Linked DNA regions of Mus musculus: region 1 is linked to region 2. Evidence: chromatin contacts called from public HiChIP or PLAC-seq data. All regions are on one chromosome and are shown on one strand. Each heading gives the region's core, a stretch centred on a gene start, on an enhancer-like site or on the middle of the called end of the contact. The rest is flanking DNA. Distances are from core to core; before and after follow the strand shown. Region 1 has its middle 25 kb from the start of Aqp2. Region 2 holds the start of Smarcd1 (SWI/SNF related, matrix associated, actin dependent regulator of chromatin, subfamily d, member 1).

Region 1 (5,406 bases), core at 1,839-4,338, 150 kb before region 2:
CACACCTTTGAGTTCCTGGGGGCAGAACTTGGGTCAAAAGCGCGAGGTCTAAACGATCTAGAACTAACTCATCGTGCTTCAGTGCGAAGTTGACTCTGTCGACAGTACCAGGCAGGCCCAGTGTTGACTCCTGCAGAACCTGGACCTACTGAGTACCAGCAGCCACACTAACAAAATATCCCCCTCGCCCGCTTTCTCAAGATGGGGTCTCATTGTATATATCTATCACCTGGTTGAACTGGAACTCATTATGTAGACCAGGCTGGCCTCGAATTCCCAGAGATCTGCCAGCCTCCACCTCTGCCTCTGCCTCCACAGTGCTGGGATTAAAGGCGCGCAAAGGTGTGCGCCATGACACTTTGCTCTCTCTCTCTCTCTCTCTCTCTCTCTCTCTCTCTCTCTCTTACTCTCTTTCTTTTTTTTCTTTCTTTTTTATTTATTTTTGGAGATAGGGTCTCACCATGTAGCCCAGATTATCTCAGAAGTTCCTCCTGCTTCAGCCTCCAGGATTTCGTTGAGCATCTTCATGCCTGGCTTGCTCGCTTGCTTTTCTTTCTTTCTTTCTTTCTTTCTTTCTTTCTTTCTTTCTTTCTTTCTTTCTTTCTTTCTTTCTTTCTTTCTTTCTTTGCAGTGCTGGCAATCAAACCTAGGGCCTTGTACTCACTAGGCAAGCACTCTGCCTCTGGGCTACCTTCCCTGCTCTGACAACATAGTTCCACAGGACGTAGCCTGAGAGTGTTTAGAGCCGGGGTCTGTGTGCAGCCTGGAGGCAGCAGACCTCCGAAAGACTACATTAACTTGCTATGGCCTGTGTTGGGCTGGCAATGATCACTTATAAATGCATACGAAATTCATAGACTATTATAAGTTTGTTATTCAATAAGATGTGTTCTTCTTGCCTTTGTCATAATAAAGTCACCAATTATTCCATTATAATAAAGATTTTTACATAATTTTATCCTGTTGGTCATCAAATTTGACAGCTCTTTTGAGTCATTATAGTTCTTGTGGTTTTATGGATTTCTATTTATTACTACATAATTATCAAAACAGTACAAGCATACAGAGTGAATTCCTGCATTTTGTGTATTATGTACGAACAAAATATTCAAGTGGTATTTGATGAATTATTGTTGTCATTTTTTAAAAGGTTGTAAAAATGCTCTTGTTCAGTGCTATGAACTCTTATCACTTAAAAGACACTAAAGAGTCTTTCTTAAAGCAATATCTAGACAGTAGATATTATACACATGTGGATGAGCGGTTCACATGTACACTGTGGATGAGCAGTAGACATGTACACTGTGGATGAGCAGTTCACGTGTACATGTGTGGATGAGCAGTAGACATGTACACTGTGGATGAGCAGTAGACATGTACACTGTGGATGAGCAGTTCACATGTACACGTGTGGATGAACAGTTCACATGTACACGTGTGGATGAGCAGTTCACATGTACACTGTGGATGAGCAGTAGACATGTACACTGTGGATGAGCAGTTCACATGTACACTGTGGATGAGCAGTTCACATGTACATGGTGGATGAGCAGTTCACATGTACACGTGTGGATGAACAGTTCACATGTACACTGTGGATGAGCAGTTCACATGTACACTGTGGATGAGCAGTTCACATGTACATGGTGGATGAGCAGTTCACATGTACACGTGTGGATGAACAGTTCACATGTACACGTGTGGATGAGCAGTTCACATGTACACTGTGGATGAGCAGTTCACATGTACATGTGTGGATGAGCAGTTCACATGTATACTGTGGATGAGCAGTTCACATGTACACTGTGGGTGAGCAGTTCACATGTACACTGTGGATGAGCAGTTCACATGTACACTGTGGGTGAGCAGTTCACATGTACACTGTGGATGAGCAGTTCACATGTACATGGTGGATGAGCAGTTCACATGTACACGTGTGGATGAACAGTTCACATGTACACTGTGGATGAGCAGTTCACATGTACACTGTGGATGAGCAGTTCACATGTACATGGTGGATGAACAGTTCACATGTACACGTGTGGATGAGCAGTTCACATGTACACTGTGGATGAGCAGTTCACATGTACATGTGTGGATGAGCAGTTCACATGTATACTGTGGATGAGCAGTTCACATGTACACTGTGGGTGAGCAGTTCACATGTACACTGTGGATGAGCAGTTCACATGTACACTGTGGGTGAGCAGTTCACATGTACACTGTGGATGAGCAGTTCACATGTACATGGTGGATGAGCAGTTCACATGTACACGTGTGGATGAACAGTTCACATGTACACTGTGGATGAGCAGTTCACATGTACACTGTGGATGAGCAGTTCACATGTACATGGTGGATGAGCAGTTCACATGTACACGTGTGGATGAACAGTTCACATGTACACTGTGGATGAGCAGTTCACATGTACACTGTGGATGAGCAGTTCACATGTACATGGTGGATGAGCAGTTCACATGTACACGTGTGGATGAACAGTTCACATGTACACTGTGGATGAGCAGTTCATATGTACACTGTGGATGAGCAGTTCACATGTACACTGTGGGTGAGCAGTTCACATGTACATTGTGGATGAGCAGTACTCACGTTTTTTGTAGTTTGAGCCACTTTTGACATCTAAAATTTATTGAGGTCTTCAAGGAGCATTATTGATCATCTGGGGACTAATGTAGCCCAGGCTGTCTCAAACTCCCTGTGTAGCTGAGGATGACCTTAACTTCCTGATCTGCCTGCTTCCACTTCCTGAGTTCTCAGATTGAGGGTGTGTGCCCCCACACCCAGTTTATACATCAATAGGGGTCAAAGCCAGGGCTTCATGCAAGCTAGGCAAATATTCTCACAATAAAACTACATCCCCACCTCAGACTGCACCCTTAAGGCACACAGGGGTCTGCTGGGTGTGGCTCAGAGAGCACATTCTTAGCATCGGCCAGGCCCTGAGTTCAATCCCTAGCATTGGAAATAAAACCACAGGCAAGCACATGCTCTCTTAGTCATCAGCGCTAAGCTGATGTCTCACGCCAAGCCACATCTGGAAAACTCCACTGCACATTCCTCGGCTGCCGTGGAAAGGGCAAACGCTATCCTGAGTTATTTGGAAAATGGTTTTGACTCTCAGATCCCTGTGGAAGGGCTGAGTAACTGCAAGATAAGTTAGACCACACTTAAAAAATGCCTCTGGGCACACAGTAAAGAGCTGCTAGGCTCGGAGGTAGGAACGTATAAATAACAGAACTAGAAGAATTTATCCTGAGCCAGGAGTGGTGAAAATACACCTGGAACCCCAGCGATTGGAAGGCTAAAGGCAGGGGGAGGGACTGTGAGTTTGAGGACCTCAAGAAGACAAACCTATCATCCTAAGACGATTCCTCCGCTGTCACACGCACCTTTCCTGAAAGCCGCTCTGACCCATCTCATGGCCAGAGCCTGTACGGAAGCAGGAAATGATATTACACTAGGAAGGAGTCTGACCCTGGTCCCCTTCTGGGAGGAAGACTCAGCAGGGTAAATAAATTAGACACACGCTCTTGTTTTTCAGGAATTTTTTTTTGAGTTAACATTACAACTATAAGACATCATTATGGCATTTTCAAATAAAGTGTGTTCCCTGCTTCTCCTCTGCACCCCATCCCCACCCCCAGTCTCTTCCCTTTCATGTCCTACATGTACTTTTGTACGCTTCCATCCTGCCTACAGTTTCATCATATATGATTAATACACACACACATACACACTAACCTGAGCATAACCTGTACAGTGTGTGTTACTTGCTTGTATGTTTTCAGGGCCTGACCATTTGATGCTAGATTAACCCCCACTGCTTGTGCTCCCTGAGGAGAGCAACTTCTTCCCCTCTCAGCATTCCTTGGCCACCTGTAACTCTCCCTGTAGTGCTGGGGCCTCGGGGTCTCTCTCCGTCCATTTTGTCCATCATTGCTGTCCTTGCTCGGCTTCTTGTTCAGCTTCTGTTTAGGCAGCCGTGTTGGTGAGACTGTTCGGGTGTAGCTTCTGACATTACGAGTAAACACAACCTCACAGCCAACGCCCTGGTCCTCTGGCTCCTATGGTCTTTCCACCCTGAGCCTTAGGTCCTCATTGTTTGGGTTTGCTCTCTTGGTCTTCTTAGATTTTTTAGATTTTAGCCACACTGTCCCTCTCCCTCTCTGATTCTGTCTCCGTCTCCCCCTCCCTCTCCCATCCCCCTCCCATCTCTTTCCCCTATCCCCCTCCTCCTCCCATCCCCCTCCCATCTCCATCCCCCTCCCATTCCCTTCCTCCTCCCCTTCTCACTCCCTCCCCCACCTGTGTGTGTGTGTTCACGCGCGCGCTCGAGTATGTTCACCAGCCTTGGAAATTGTTCCTCAGGCACCATCCCTCTTGTCCTTTGAGACAAGTTTTCTCACTGACCTAGAACTCCTTGCGCTCCTAAGCTGGCCTGCCAGCAAACCCTGGAGCCACCTCTCTCCAACTCCGCAGCACTGGAATGGTAAACACTTGCTATCTGCCTGGTTCTGTTTTGCTTTTTTTTTCCCAAGGCATTCAGGTGCTTTAATATTGGAGGCTGGGAAGATACAGTCAATGGGGAGATGGCTCTGGGAAATTCTGCAGGCCTTGTAGTTCTTTAAGTCCCTGTAAAAAGAGGACAACATATACTGAACCGAGGCTGGGTCCAGGTCCTGTCCCAGGTTTGCTCTGTTTTTCACTTCTTTGGTTTCAATTTAGAAGGAAAGATGACCCCTCCCTTCTTTGGCTTTCTCCTGTCTTTAGGTTATCACCCTAAATATATTTGAAGGGTGGAGTGAGCTGCTCTCACCTCTAGCATCATGAGGATATGGGCCTTGATATTCATGGAGTCCTTGGTGAGGCTGACGAGGCTCTGTGAGGAGAGAACTCTTTCGGTCAATGAACTTGAGTGCTTCAGCCAGTGTCAGTTCCAGGAAAAAAACATATCCCAGGGCCACATAGATGCGTGAAGTATCTGGGACCACTGTGTCAACAAAGAAGTTACAGCCCAAATCCACCTGCATATATAACTCTGAGTGATTAGTTTCCTGGAGTCGCTCAATGACATGTCTTAGTTGAAGATATACGGACAGCTGCTCATATACCTTGTCTCGATGATCCAGCACCTTTTGCAAGTCTCGCTGCAGTGCGTCACTGATAAAGGTCTCATACCGCAGCACTTTCTCCCCCACCGTATCCAAGGCCCACCGTTTCGGAGGCGTCGCCATGATGGGCTCCGGTACAGGAGTACGGCGTTTACCTCAGGGCCACCGGCAATAACTGTTAGTATGAGCCCCTGGTTCTGGTTTTGTTGTTGTTTTTACGTTGGATTCTGAGAATGCAACTCAGGCTTTTCTGCTTGTGTGCCAAATACTTGAT
Region 2 (5,173 bases), core at 1,320-3,819:
GGGGCAGAGGATTTCCTGAAGAAGTAGAGATTGGGACTCCATGTGGCCCTGGTGCTGTAGGCCACATCCCAATATCTGTAAGTCACCTCCACCCCAAAGCTGCTGGAGAGAGATCCCAAGAGGCAACCCTCTGTGACATCCCCCAGAAGACCTGGCTGGTTAGCGCCCGGCTCAGGGAGAGGGGCACGGCCGCCTGACCTCACTGGCTTCTCTCTCAGAGGCCTTTGCAGAAGGCCACATCCATAAATTTTCTTATGGAACAATCCCAAGTCCTCTTCCCCGACGTCATCCGCTTCTCTCGGCAACCTCATCTGCATTTTCTATTTCTATATGATACAGACTCTATATTACTATAACCTTGTATATACTCCCCTCCGGCCCTGTTTGTCTCCCCCTCCATTCCCTCTTGTCTCCAAGAACCGCCCTCCCGCCCCTAGTTCTCCCTTCTGTCTCTCCCCCATTCTCCTGTCTCTGAATGCCTTTGCCCGTATAAAGAGCTGGATTCTCCCCTGGTGTCTGTACTGTACTGTGTACACACATCCCTCTGAGAAGCACAAGGAGATGACACGCGCATTGTAACCTTCGCACTGTCTCGGTGGCGACATAAAGGAAGCTGTGAATTACAAGCTCTGCCTCTTTCTGGCCTCGCCCTTTGCCCCCACGACCGGGGCACCCTCTGCCCTCCCCACAGCCTTAACATACCCTCTACCTTGCTCCACCTATCCCAGTGCCCTTTGCCTGGCTGACTGTGGCCTCCCTGAGGGAAGTGACTGCTGGAGAGGTAGCTCCTACCCAGGAATGGAGGACACTAAGCGGAGAGAGTTACAGACGGGAGGTGGGGAGGGAGGCTGGGGATTGGTGACTCCCTCTTGCAGCTGGGCGGTGGGTACCCACAGCCAGAAGCCGGAGCCCTGACTCAGTGGCCTTTCTTTCTTCGGGGTGCCCAGGGCCCAGTCCTCACCTTGATGCCCAGGCCCACCGCTTGCATTTTCTGGTGAGTCAGGGCGTGGTCACATGAGGAAAGAGATTGGCCTAGAGCAGAAGTTGAAAGACGTGCTGTTGTGTGTCCCTACCCTAAGGGGGCCACAAGGTGAGGTAGAGGGCCTCCTCAACCAGACACCCTTCCCAGGCCAGCTCTCCAATCTCATTCCTGGCCTTCTCTGTCCCCACTGTCTCTTGGTCTCTAATCCCAAAACAGGACTTATGGGCAGATCACCTGTGTACGTTGGCCTGGAGCCAGAGAGCAAGGCTTTGGCATCTTTGAGACCTCTTGGTTCTCAAGAGTTGTTTAGAGATCAGAACTCCCCAGAAAGAAACAGGGCAAAGCTGAGAAATGTACACTGGCTGGGGGGGCAGCAGGAGGGGCTCTGGGTGACGCATGCCTCTGGTCTAATAAACTGGGTTTCAACCATCTCTTCAGTGTTGGTTTTCTGTTTGTTGTTTGGTTTGTTTTGAGACAGGGTTTCTCTGTGTAGCCCTGGCTGTCCTGGAACGGCTCTGTAGTCCAGGCTGGCCTCGAACTCTCACAGAGATCCTCCTGCCTCCCAAAATGCTGGGATTAAAAGCCTGAGCTGCCATTATCCTGCCCAGTGCTGTTTTTAGTTGCAAACTGTGGGTGTTACCTTTAGAATGGAGCTTGCCTTGAGAGCCACACAACTAGAGTAAGGGAATTTGAGTGGTAGCCCGGTGTGGTGGTTATACCTGTAATTCCAGCAGGTAGGAGATGGAGCAGCTATCTTCCATTACACAGTGAGTTTAACGCTAGATTGGGCTACACCAGACCCTACATACTTGATCAGGTAAACACTGATCCTGCTGGGAAAAGACAGGCTCAGGATTCGTCTGATCACTGGGCAGGGGACCAGCAGTTATCTATGGCAACAAATATCCAGGACTCTTTGGAGAAAAGTCACGGGAAAAAACGCATCAAAATCTTAAGTTAAACGTCTGAGGTGAAGGGTCCCGAGCCTTCTCTGTGTATCCCTGGCTGTCCTGGAACTCACTCTGTAGACCAGGCTGGCCTCGAACTCAGAAATCCGCCTGCCTCTGCCTCCCAAGTGCTGGGATTAAAGGCGTGCGCCACCACGGCCCGGCATGGGTTTTCTCTTGCTGATTTGTCTTTGCCACGACATTGATCTCCTTCGAGTTCTACTTTTCCCGAACGAACAAACAGCACGTTTTCCTCTTTAGTACCCGGAGTCTGAGCAGTAGGAGAACGAAAAGCAAGGCAACCAGAATGCTTTGGAGAGGTAAATGCACTGGGCCAAGGTGAAGCATCACTCCAGCCGCCAGCCGGATGGGCTGGGCTCTCTGCAAGGCTTTTTACCGTCCTCCAACCGCGTGGAGGCGCTCGCTCCCGGCACCTCTTTATCCGCACACCGCTTCTCTATGGTGCTCCCTCCTGGCCCGTGAAGGCGGGAGGGAGTGGTCAGCACGCCTTTCCCGCTAGTCGCCCCCTCTAGCCCGTAGTCTCGCTGCTCCGAGCCGCCTGTGCCCGCCGGCGGGCCGGGCCCACAAACAGCCCAGGCGCTCGGGGGGCGCGCGGGGGGCGGGGGGAGTTCCGGTTCCGGTTCTTTGTGCAGCTGCAGCGGCGGCTCCGGGAAGATGGCGGCCCGGGCGGGTTTCCAGTCTGTGGCTCCGAGCGGCGGCGCGGGAGCCTCAGGAGGAGCGGGCGTGGCGGCTGCTCTGGGCCCGGGCGGAACTCCCGGGCCTCCCGTGCGAATGGGCCCGGCGCCGGGTCAAGGGCTGTACCGCTCTCCGATGCCCGGGGCGGCCTATCCGGTGAGTGGGACAGGAGGAGGGGCGCGCGGGCCGGGGGCGGGGCCGAGCGAGGGCGGAGGACTGACAGGGGTGAGGGAGAAGTGGGAGGGACTCCCTGGGGAGGGGCTCGGGCCGGGAGTGGAGGTGTGTGGGGGGGGAGGAGGTTAGCATCCTTACCTGCTCCTGGCGGCATTGTTTCCATGTGAGGAGTGAGTGTGGAACCAGGGTGGGCGAAGTGGGCCCTGGGATGGTCATGGAATGCAGAGGGGAGTGGGCAGCCCCCGTGTCCCCAGGAATACCCAGGCTGTTATAGCTGCAAATGGAGGTCAGCTTTAGAGGAGACAGTAGCTAGTAAAAAAAGAAATGTAGGGCTGACTAGACATGTCTGGTGAGTCAGATCCAGCATAGACCAGAAAAATTGAGTATAATCTAGTTTTTAGACTATATGCAATGAAATCACTGAAGGTCCAGTGACTGTATTTCAAAGAAGCAAAGGACTGTCTTGTTGTCCCCCCACCCCACCCCCAGCCCTAACCCACTCCTGAAATCCAGGCTGCCACCATTTTTCCTTTCTTGGTGGGGCTAGCAAGGAAAAGTATGACATTTCTGGGTCCTCTCCCTTCTGTAGAGACCAGGTATGCTGCCAGGTAGCCGAATGACACCTCAGGGACCTTCCATGGGACCTCCTGGCTATGGGGGGAACCCTTCAGTCCGACCTGGTCTGGCCCAGTCAGGGATGGACCAGTCCCGCAAGAGACCTGCACCTCAACAGATCCAGCAGGTCCAGCAGCAGGCGGTCCAAAATCGAAATCACAAGTAAGATGACCCCTGGGGGTGAAGGAAAGAAGGGTATGGGGGAGAGGAGGCCTGTGAGGATGCTGGTGGTGGGCATGCAGAACCAGGAAGTCAGCGCTGTGGCACCAAACGGTGCTGCAGGGACTAACAGGGCCTCATGATGCAGTGGAGTTTTGGTGGTCATGGGAGAGGTAGCGTCTTTAAATGGAGAGTCATTTCGTAGGCCTTGGCTGTAACCATAAACAAAGGTGCTCACAACACTGCTCACGTTCTGACTAGTTCCTATCCCAACCTGATCACAGTATTTATTCTGAACAGTGCAAAGAAAAAGAAGATGGCTGACAAAATCCTACCTCAAAGGGTGAGTGCAGCTGCAGAGGTCTCCTTGAAGGGGTAGTGGCTTTGAGAATAGAAGTGGTCAGAACGAGGGCTGCCCCATCCCATCTCTGTCTTTCTGTTCCTAAGATTCGGGAACTGGTCCCAGAATCACAGGCCTACATGGATCTCCTGGCTTTTGAAAGGAAACTGGACCAGACTATTATGAGGAAGCGGCTAGATATCCAGGAGGCCTTGAAACGTCCCATCAAGGTAACAGGACAGTACCAGGCTGAGGGTCAAGGGAGGGGCCCAGGTCTCTCTCCAGCTCAGGATGGAAAAATCAAAGGCACAGCACAGCTCTCTGTGGCATTTAAATTGCATCTTTCCCTTCCGCCTACAAACCAGGAATTACATTAGGAGCATAGGAGTCTAACAGCTGGCAGGGAAAGGGGCGGGGGTGGGGGGTTGGGGGGGAGCTATCCAGGGCTCTAGACAGAAATAGACCCGTGCGCGCTTTTTGCTGTAACCACTTGCTACCTTGGGAACATGCCACTTTGCACAATTTTGTCTCCCTAGTCCCCTGGTGCATTCACTTGCACCCAGGCTCAGGTCGGGACTGTACACTTCCGAGTGGAGTCTCTGTCCCCTGTAGTGAGCCAGCCAGTGAGGAGTCACTTGGGAGTTTTAGGGGACCTTTACTACCGAAGCTCCACTGTCGATCCTGTTTCTGCCTTCCTCAGCAAAAACGGAAGCTGCGAATTTTCATTTCTAACACGTTCAATCCGGCTAAGTCGGACGCGGAGGATGGGGAAGGGACGGTGGCTTCCTGGGAGCTCCGGGTAGAAGGCCGGCTCCTGGAGGACGTGAGTTCAAGGTCCACTGTGGTTGGTGCTCAGGGAGGGAGCTGCAGGGGTGGCACTGTGCCGGGTGCTTGGTGCGGTGTGCTCAGCAGGAAACCTGACTGCAGTTCACCACTCCTGCTGGGAGCTTCCGGGAGGGGGCTGGGGGGCTGTGTTCCCTGCATACAAAGACAATGGTCCTTTGTGTCTGCTTCCTCAGCTGCACGGTTTTGTCCTGGGGTCTGGGTTGCTGTTGACTTGGCCCTGGTGATGCTGCCCTTTGGATTTAGCAGTATCAGTGGATGATCTCAGTGGTCCCCATCCCTGCCCGCCACCCATCTGTGCTGAGCCTTTGAGGCCATGTTTCCTCCCTTGAATCCTTGAGGTTATTTCTGTGTTCCCAACTTTCCTTGGAGGTACCACAGTTTAAGTGTGAGAGTCCCCCAAAGGCTTGGCTCTCT

The links. HiChIP or PLAC-seq counts read pairs in DNA pulled down with a chosen protein or histone mark.
Region 1: a FOXA1 HiChIP or PLAC-seq map of pancreatic cancer cells shows a contact between it and region 2. The contact joins the enhancer-like site here to the promoter of Smarcd1 in region 2. A contact is called at or near these places in 5 of 115 datasets of contacts at active chromatin or transcription factors (embryonic fibroblasts, embryonic forebrain, embryonic stem cells and 1 more) and 4 of 9 other capture datasets (adipose tissue, embryonic stem cells, macrophages and 1 more).

Annotation. Positions count from the first base shown.
Region 1 is chr15:99,550,938-99,556,343 of GRCm38.p6, forward strand. It overlaps the pseudogene Gm5808. Among named protein-coding and RNA genes, the nearest start is that of Aqp2, 25 kb to the right of the region's middle. Within about 2 kb of position 3,089, at least 61 of the 459 cell types and tissues checked have an H3K27ac peak or open chromatin away from gene starts, as enhancers often do. A contact at or near this core is called in embryonic fibroblasts and pancreatic cancer cells, where this site is marked.
Region 2 is chr15:99,699,718-99,704,890 of GRCm38.p6, forward strand. Smarcd1 (SWI/SNF related, matrix associated, actin dependent regulator of chromatin, subfamily d, member 1) reads left to right here and starts at 2,570. Exons shown (of 13, transcript NM_031842.2): 1 at 2,570-2,781; 2 at 3,389-3,576; 3 at 3,874-3,916; 4 at 4,021-4,143; 5 at 4,614-4,736. The coding sequence starts at 2,605. Asic1 (acid-sensing (proton-gated) ion channel 1) reads left to right here. Exons shown (of 12, transcript NM_009597.2): 12 at 1-1,413. Gm34939 (predicted gene, 34939) reads right to left here and starts at 4,087. Exons shown (of 3, transcript NR_168656.1): 1 at 3,909-4,087; 2 at 3,525-3,785; 3 at 1,690-3,073.